Regions from separate parts of the Dromaius novaehollandiae genome. Here region 1 is linked to region 2. The links are chromatin contacts, called in public Hi-C maps. All regions are on one chromosome and are shown on one strand. The core of a region is the stretch at or near the end of the contact, and the rest is flanking DNA. Distances in the headings are between cores, read along the strand shown.

Region 1 (4,585 bases), core at 1,930-4,429, 200 kb after region 2:
GCCAAACTGATCAAATAGGCAACACAATGAAAGGCATTCTTACACTAACTGCAATTACCTCCCAGAACAAGTTTTCAAAAGAGTTTCAAAATCATTAGTAAAGAGCATCTCCAAAAATAGTTGCCTGTTATTGATCCTCAGTGCTGTGCAGATGTGAGATTGACAGGGCACGTATCCCCCTGCATGGGTACTGTAGTGCCTCAAAAGCATGGGCACTTTGTGGGTCAGAGCAGAGTGCTGTGGACTACAGCCAGCTTCATATCTGTGCTGCGTGGGTATCCATCACTTCTTAAAATCCCCAGATCTGCTTGGATGTTTGCCCTTGATTTCAACAGGAGCAGGATCCTGCTCTCTGAGGGCACTTGAGAGCGGCTCTGCACCTCGAGTACAAAGTGAGTGCATTCATATGGGGAGCCCTGTCACTCCTATTCACTGCCCGCTGTACTAAACCCCAGGGAAGTTTTTTCTGGGTCAGTGTCTTGTGCAGTTGTTCCAAAGTCCTGGTCAGGAATCTGGAGGGGACAGACTCAAAAGTTTCCAAATATTTTTCAGATTCCCCTCGTCTAGCACTCTGGTTGAAATCTATAGGCGTTTTACCCTGTAACCCTGCCTTCTGCTGCAGTATTGATTGGTGCTCCCCTGGCACTTGGGGATCTATAAATCATATACACCTTTCACTTTTTCTATTCAAATGCAAACAGCATGTAAAAAAGACAGTGTCTCTTCTTGCCTGACCAGATGCAGCTTTGCAGGAAGAGCAGCATCAGGCCCATACTGCTTACATTTCCATGACAGCAGAAAGAATACTATAAATTAGTTTCCTTCAAAGTGAACCACATGCAAAAGCAGGGCTGCTTTGGCTGACTGGAGACAACAGGTATAAATAACCTCCCCTGCCCTAGAAAGCAAGAGTCTGGAAAGGCTCCTTGGGTTGTTTTCTGCACAGCAGCCTATGAGCTCAGCGTGTTTAATGCTCTGTTGATGCCACAGGAGTTGACAGAAGCAGGGACAGATTACACCGAGAAGGAGGTAAACAAGTTGTTTACAACTCAGCAGGGCTGCAGCCTATCCTCCTTGCATCGGCTGAAAGGCAATGAGAGCATTGGACACTGCGCTGCTGATGGGAAAGGATCCCTGGAGCTGCCAAGCTCTGGCTCCAGAAACGTCTGTGGGGCTTCAATAACAGGAAATCACGTGTGCCGTCATTATCAGCTGCTGAGCGAGACAGATGCACCCAGATCAATATCAGTGTCCAATATCAAAGAGCTATTGTGACGGTACGGAGCATTTTGAACTAAGGAGAACAACAAAAATATTTTAAATGATTAGGGCTGGCAAAAATCCCCAGACTTTCTCTTTTCTGTTTTGTTTTTGTGTTTTTCGTCTCTGAGGCAGTGGATTCATCACAATTACAGGAACTGAAAGTCCTCTCTGCTCAAAGCAACTTTGATCCTTATTGATCTAATTAAACTATGTTTGCTTAAGGTTGCAGAGGGAAAGGGCTGAAAATCAGCAATCTTCCTGATCTCTCACAATAGTAAGGAGTATCTGTTCACTGAGCTTGTCCTTCAGCACAGCTGAAACTGGACTAAGCTTCTCTCAGTATGCCACATCTTATGCTGTCTGAAAATATAATTTAGAAACACAGCAAAACGTCCTCAGGGCTTCTGTTCAAAACAGGACTCGGAGAGCAGAAAAGTTGTGAACATAGACAAGTGTGCTCCCAGCACAAGCATTATAGCTGTGGGGGTCTTGATCACACTGTCATTACATGAAACTGTTGATTTGTGTAATGGGCTTTCTGTTTCTTATCATTAGTGTTGTCAACTAAAATACAACTGTAAACAAGCAAGCCATTTTTGTATCATACAAATTATATACTAAGAGCCAAATTCTGTTTTATGTGGAAACATATGCCTCATGATATTTGTATTTCTTTTAAAACAGCTGGTAGGTTAGGATATTTTTGAAGGATCATTTTTTCTGTTTAAAACATGGCAAGATACTGCACAGAATTCGGAAGTCTCCAGGCCCAGGATGTTCAATGGAAATTCACAGGCACAATCAGGGAGCTGCTTTCATAGTCTAAACAGAAATACTTCTGTTATTCAAGGAATGGCACCTGTAAAAGGATTCATAGGATATTTTGGCCCCTCCTTTTTCAGACAGGGGAAAAAAGAATGGTCATGAGGTGAAACGTACTTCTCCCCATTGCTTCAGCTGGGTGACTGCCGGGCTATTGGTATTTCAGAAAAAAACCAACAGTTAGAATAGTTATTGTCTGATGGTGGCTCATCTGTTTGCATTACACACTGTAGTTTATAATAATGTGGCTGTATATTTGCATGCATGTGTAAGCTGCTCACATAATGCTGAATATCCTGACAAGATCACTCCATAAGGATGAGTGATGGCACAGTTGACATGCTAACTCACATACACATTTCTCTCAAGTCAGATACTTGAAGGGAGGTAAGCAGATTTACACCAGGAAAAGGTCCAGCTCTGATTTTATTCTAGGTTGGGGAGTAGCCTTGGACTGAAGGAGGTTACCAGGTTTCATTCCATTTAGTTTTTAACAGCAGTGCCAGGAAAGCTGTCTCCTTTCAAAGCTGGGAAGAGAGGCAGGGTGGCACCAACACTGGCTAAAGCACAGACCTTCCTTCTCTTGTCCTTACCCTGAGCAACTCCTCCACTGCTTCATTAAGGCTTATACCTTTAGCAGTCACCCTAATTGCTGCCCCTTCACCTGCCTTTAAAGCAGCCTCGCCTAGTTTTCAAGTAGGTGGGCTAATTCAGCAATTGAATCATCTGAGGTGGGCAGCTATTTCCTTCCTGCTTGAAAAGGCTTCCGCAAGGAAAGAGTTAAAGTAGCCAGTTCTCAGTGCTGCCTGTGATTGTCCAGGGCCTCTCTCTCCGCCTGTTTCGGAGGCCTGAAGGAGATAGCCTCTGGAGTACAGGCTTGTCTCCCATGATAAGATAGACGAGTCCTTAATGCGATTCCTCAGATCCCCAGAGAGAGATCCAGAAATGCTGCAGAATAAACAAACAGGGGAAATAATGAATGGGAGCAGAGCAGAAAGGCAACAAAACAGGGCAGCGCCTGCAAGCCGTAGTAAACAAGTGCACATGCAGCTCCAGAACCGCCCCTTGCTCAGCAGGCTTAAACCAGCCGCCCTCAGGCACTCGCTTCCCCTGAAAGAGATTACGGCCTTGCCTAAATTCCTCTTTTCAACTTGCTCCAAGCCTGGATTGTGAGGTGTTCGCTCACGTGCTTTGCATGTGTCATGCTATTTTTAGAACTGTCTGAGAGCCCTGGTTTCCTCTGGCAGATCCGCTGCTAACACTATTACCCAGCAGAGGAGAAAAGAAACGAAGCTGCTGAAATAACTGTGCATCACAGAAATAAATGGAAAAGGCATATTAGGTCAGGCAATCCGTGCCCCAGCCAGCAAAGGTTGCTCCCTACAGAATAAATCTGAGTGCTCTGTAGATCAGTTTTATATTGATATATTAGACTCCCTGTTGCAGATGGATCTTTTTCAGCCCAAGTTTTGTTGTTGGTTTTTTGAATACCTTGACCCAAAGTCTTTGCTACTAGAACCTGACACAGCTTCTCTGTATGGTGGTAACTGTTTATCCCAGGCAAAATTTAGTCCGTTCTGCTCTTCTGACCATTTTTAATGATGCAAAAGCTTACTCTGGACAACACAGAAATGTTCTACAAGGTCACTTGCACAAAATGTAATAAAGCGAGTTTACTGTTTCCCAGAAGAAGTTTATGTTTGAATTTCCCCCCTTTTTATTTAAACTGCTGTCTGCAATGTGTTCACTTGAGCAGGGTTCAGCTGTGAAAGCCATACAAGAGTCCTGAGTGACCTCTCATAATATTGGGTTTCACACTGTTAACATGTGTTCCAGTCAGTGAAGCAGATATTCCAGGGTTTCTCTGACCTTTCTAAATATTGTAATAATCGATGGCCATCAAGTGACCCTGTCATTCCCTGGATGCTTAGACAGTCAGGTAAACAAATCCATGCTGACCTTCCATTTGCATCCTGCCCTGCTGCCCATTCATTCTCTTTGTTCTTCCTCTGGGAGGCCCAAGGTCCAAAGCGGGAACCCTCTCCACGGTGTAGCATAGCTGGAATGCCCTGACCTGGCCAAAGAAAGTTGGAAGGAGAGGCGGAAACAACAGCTGAAATCTGGTGGTTGCTGATATTTGCTGAGACAATTTCATTGCCATGGCTGCATCACTAGATCCAAGAGTGCTTCCAAGGTTTTGAACCGGAATGGGTGCTCTGGCCATATCCTAACCTCACATCAAAGCCAGATTCATGTGCCAGCCTTCTCCAGTCTGCTCCTCTGTATCTGTGGAAATGAAACCTCATACGTGAAGGCTGGGCAGGAACGGTGGCACCTTCCTGGTCTCGCTGATGCACACCCATGGAGCGCTGGAGTGCTAAGTCTAGATGCGAATCTTCCTCTTTGTCCCTTGTGATCCAGCAGAAACATGTTAGCTTAATCATTGGAAAGATCTGTAAGACTCCAAAGTGAAACAGAGGAAGAGTGCTTACAGACTCAG
Region 2 (4,460 bases), core at 416-2,915:
GCCGGGTGCCTGCGCTGCGGCACGGCCGGCGGCCGGGTTAAGTCGCTCCGGTAAACAAGCCCGAGACCTCTCTCCCCGCCGCAAAAGCCGCTTTGCCCACCGACGGGAGAGGGGGGTGCCGAAAGGCGGATCCGACCCCAGCGCACACGGGGCACGTTAAAACCCCGCAGCCAGGCAGCGCGTAAACAAGTATTTGTAACGCCGGAGCGGGGGGTGGAAAGGGCACCTCCGCCACAGGGAAGGGGCTGGTGCAAACTGCCAAGCTGCGCAGCAGCTTTCCCGAGAAAAACAGGGGACGGAGCGCTGCGTGTCCCCCCCTCCCCCCCTTCACAACTCATTACTTAATTGCCTCGATGTGCTGTAATCCCCCAGTGTGGCGGGGTTTGTTTCCAAAGGAAACGCGAGCGCTGCCCTTATTCACAGCTAACGCAAAACGCGGAGATAAATTAATTTATTTAATTAAAAATGAGTAATGCTTTCCCCCCTCCTCTCCTCCCCTCCCCTCCTCTCCCCTCCCGAGGTGGCATTTCCTCGCCACACATAAATAACAACCATGGGGAGCGGGGAAACAAGCCGCTGATTGATGAGGGACAGGAGCGGCGACGGCCTCCCCCCGCCATGCCGGGGGGCGGCGGCGGCTCCCAGGGCCGCGAAATGGCGGGCGCGGGGGCGAGGCGGGGCGGGGTCCCCACGCGGGCTGCGGGGGGACACGCGCAGCGAGGGAGGGCGGTCACGCCGGCTGTGCTGCGTGGGTGTACGCTGACACACCGAGGTGTAGGAGGGCGCGTACCGCCGGCGGAGGGAGGCAGGGAGCGGGGCTGCCCGCGCAGGGAGGCGGTTTTCGTGGTAACGGGCGGGCGGCGGGGGTAAGATGGATGGTGGGCACGGCCATCTCGGCGACCTCGCGTCTTTGTCCCGCGGGGAGGCAGCGTGGTTTCCCCGGCACGGGGGGTGTGCGGGGGAGACTTCGTGACTCCCGATCGATGGTCGCCTGCGAAAGCCGCCCCCGTCCCCCGTCCCCCCGCCGCACATCGGGGCGGAAAGGCACCTTTCTGACCCCATCGCTTGCTCCGCCGAGGTTACACAATGAAGTCCTGTCACGGATTGCGGCCGTGCTTCCGCCCCTTCTTTCCGCCTCCCTCTCCGATTTCACAGCCCCTCTTTCTGCCTCCATCTCCAGTTTTACAACCCCTCTCCTTCTGTAAATAGCCTTGGACGTCGTCCCCCACCCGCCCCCCCGCAAGCGCAGCCGAATGAGCTAGGCTGCCGCTGCGATGGCTCAGGTTAGAGTGAGCTGCAGCACGCAAGTTTTGTCGGATGTATTTGTTCTTCCTGCTACATTCGTGTTTTAGGCACGCTCCGGGGTGTGTGCCGGGGAGGGTAGGAGGGGGCCGGGCCCAGGCGGACCGGGCCGGGCCGTGCCTGAAGCGAGCCGGCGGTTGTGGGCGGGAAAAGCCGCCGCCGGGGGAAGGAGGCAGCGAGGGGAAGGCGGGGCCAAGCGCGCCAACGGCCCAATGGCAGTGCGCCGCCCCGCCCACGGGGCCCGCCGCCGCGGCCCAATTGGTGCGCGACGCTGTCCCTCGGGCGGCGCGGCGCCCAATGCGGGGCGGTGCCGACGGGCCCGGCCCCCCCCGGCCCGCCGGGCCCCCCCCCCGCCCCGCCCCGCCCGCCCCGTCTCGGTGTGTGAGCGTCTCGGTAACTCGGCGGGTCACGTGTTGTTTTGCTCTTTAGTTCAGTCACTCCGTGCGCGATGTGTTACTTACTGCTAAACTCCTACCGACGCAGGCAGCAGCCGCTGCGGCAGCAGCAGCAGCGACGAGACGCGCAGGGGAGCGCCCGCGGCAGCGGCGGCGCCGCCGGTTCCCGAGCCGCCGAGCGGCCGCCGGCAGCGCCCGCTGCCTAGAGGCGGGAGGACCCCGCCGCCGCTCCGGGCTCCCTCCGCGGAGGATAACCCCGTCGCGCCGCCGCTGCTCGGCCGAGACGCGGAGAGGAGCGCGGCGCCGCTGCCCGCCGCGGGGCCGGGGATGGCGAGCCCTGCCGTGCTGGGGCTGTTGCCCCCCGTGAGCCCCCCTGCCGGCCCCAACCTCAACAACAACAACAACAACAACCAGAGCGTGCGGAAGTGCGGCTACCTGCGCAAGCAGAAGCACGGCCACAAGCGCTTCTTCGTGCTGCGCGGCCCGGGCGGCGGGGAGGAGGCGGCGGGCGCCCGGCTGGAGTACTACGAGAGCGAGAAGAAATGGAGGAACAAGTCCGGGGCGCCGAAGCGGGTCATCGCCCTCGACTCCTGCCTCAACATCAACAAGCGGGCGGATGCCAAGCACAAGTACCTGATCGCCCTGTACACCAAGGACGAGTACTTCGCCGTGGCGGCCGAGAACGAGCAGGAGCAGGAGGGCTGGTACCGGGCTCTCACCGACCTGCTCAACGAGGGCAAGGCGGCCTGCCAGGGCTCCCCGCACCGCCACCTCTCCTCGCCCTTCTCCGCCTCCTGCAGCGCCGCCGCCGCCTCCCTGGCCGCCGGCGGCGAGGACCTCAACTACGGGCTGATCACCCCGGCCGCCGCCGCCTACCGGGAGGTCTGGCAGGTGACGCTGAAGCCCAAGGGCTTGGGGCAGAGCAAAAACCTCACCGGCGTGCACCGGCTGTGCCTCTCAGCCCGCACCATCGGCTTCGTGCGCCTCAACTGTGAGCTGCCCTCGGTCACGCTGCAGCTGATGAACATCCGCCGCTGCGGCCACTCCGACAGCTTCTTCTTCATGGAGGTGGGGCGCTCGGCGGCCACGGGGCCCGGCGAGCTCTGGATGCAGGCGGACGACTCCGTGGTGGCCCAGAACATCCACGAGACCATCCTGGAGGCCATGAAGGCTCTGAAGGAGCTGTCCGAGTTCCGGCCCCGCAGCAAGAGCCAGTCCTCGTCCTCCTCCTCCTCCGGGGGGGCCGCCGGGCCTGGCGGCAGCGGCGCTTCTGCCACCCACCCCATCACCGTGCCTGGCCGCCGCCACCACCACCACCACCACCTGGTCAACCTGCCCCCCAGCCAGACCGGCCTGCTCCGCCGCTCCCGCACTGACAGCCTGGCGACTGGCGCCAAGGGCACACCGTGCCGGGTGCGGACAGCCAGCGAGGGCGACGGCTGCCGGGTGGGCTCAGCAGCCGGCAGCCCCATGAGCCCTGGCCCCGTGCGCACCCCGCTCAGCCGCTCGCACACGCTTAGCAGCGGCGGCAGGCAGGCGGGGAAACTGCTGCCGGCGCTGGCCGGGAGCGGCCTGCCGAGCAGCCGCTCCATGTCCATGCCCGCCTCCCACTCGCCCCCCTCCGCCACCAGCCCCATCAGCCTCTCCTCCAGCAGCGGCCTCGGCTCTGAGCCGGCCCCCCTGCACCACCCGCAGCGCCCGTCCAGCAGCAGTGCCTCCGTCTCCGGCTCCCCCAGCGATGCGGGCTTCATGTCCTTTGACGAGTACGGCTCCAGCCCCGGCGGCGACCTGCGGCCCTTCTCTTCCTCCTCCACCGCCAGCAACCGCAGCAACACGCCCGAGTCGGTCGCTGAGACCCCCCCAGTGCGGGACCCTGGGGGCGGCACTGACCTTTATGGCTACATGGCCATGGAGCGGCCCCTGAGCGGCCGGCTCTTTTACCGGCCCTGCCCCGATGCTGCTGACAAGGGCCATCGCAAGAGGACTTACTCGCTGACCACCCCGTGCCGGCAGCGGCCCGCCCCGCCGCAGGTCTCCTCTGCCTCCCTTGACGAGTACACGCTGATGCGTGCCACCTTCGCCGGCAGCGCCGGCCGCCTCTTCCCCTCCTGCCAGGCGGGAGCTTCCCCGAAAGTCACCTACACCCCCTACCCCGAGGACTATGGGGACATTGAGATCGGTTCCCACCGCAGCTCTGGCAGCAGCAGCATCAACCTGGGGCCACCGGCGGCAGGGGGAGGAGGAGGAGGAGGAGGAGGAGATGATGATGGCTACATGCCCATGACCCCCGGCGTGGCCGCAGCCTTAGGGCAGGGAAGCCGGGGCAGCGATGACTACATGCCCATGAGCCCCACCAGCGTGTCCGCTCCCAAGCAGATCCTGCAGCCCCGGGCCGGGGTGGTAGGTGGGTCCCCCGGGAACGGGAGCAGTTACAAGACCAGCTCACCCGGGGAGAGCTCCCCCGATGATAGCGGCTACATGAGGATGTGGTGCGGCTCCAAGCTGTCTGTGGAGAGCTCAGACGGGAGGCTGAGCAGTGGCGACTACATCAATATGTCCCCCCGGGACCCCCAGCATGGGCCCCAGGCTCCCTCCCTCACCCCCCCAGACTTCTTTTTCGCCCCTTCAGGGCACGGGGCCAGTGAGCCCACCAAGCCTGGCTGCTATTCGTACAGCTCCTTACCCCGCTCCTACAAGAGTCAGGGCCTGGCTAAGGACAGCGACCAGTACGTGTTCATGAACTCCCCAGGGAGGATGATCCCT

Evidence for each region. Hi-C and Micro-C count contacts between places; a contact is called where the count stands out from the background.
Region 1: a Hi-C map of liver shows a contact between it and region 2, with 4 times the contacts expected there. The contact joins the enhancer-like site here to the promoter of IRS2 in region 2. A contact is called at or near these places in 2 of 4 Hi-C or Micro-C datasets (brain and liver).

What each region holds. Positions count from the first base shown.
Region 1 is chr1:156,347,947-156,352,531 of bDroNov1.hap1, forward strand. No RefSeq gene overlaps it. Among named protein-coding and RNA genes, the nearest start is that of IRS2, 200 kb to the left of the region's middle. Within about 2 kb of position 3,180, at least 2 of the 2 cell types and tissues checked have open chromatin away from gene starts, as enhancers often do.
Region 2 is chr1:156,146,909-156,151,368 of bDroNov1.hap1, forward strand. It overlaps IRS2 (insulin receptor substrate 2), which reads left to right and starts at 1,666. Exons shown (of 3, transcript XR_010386785.1): 1 at 1,666-4,460.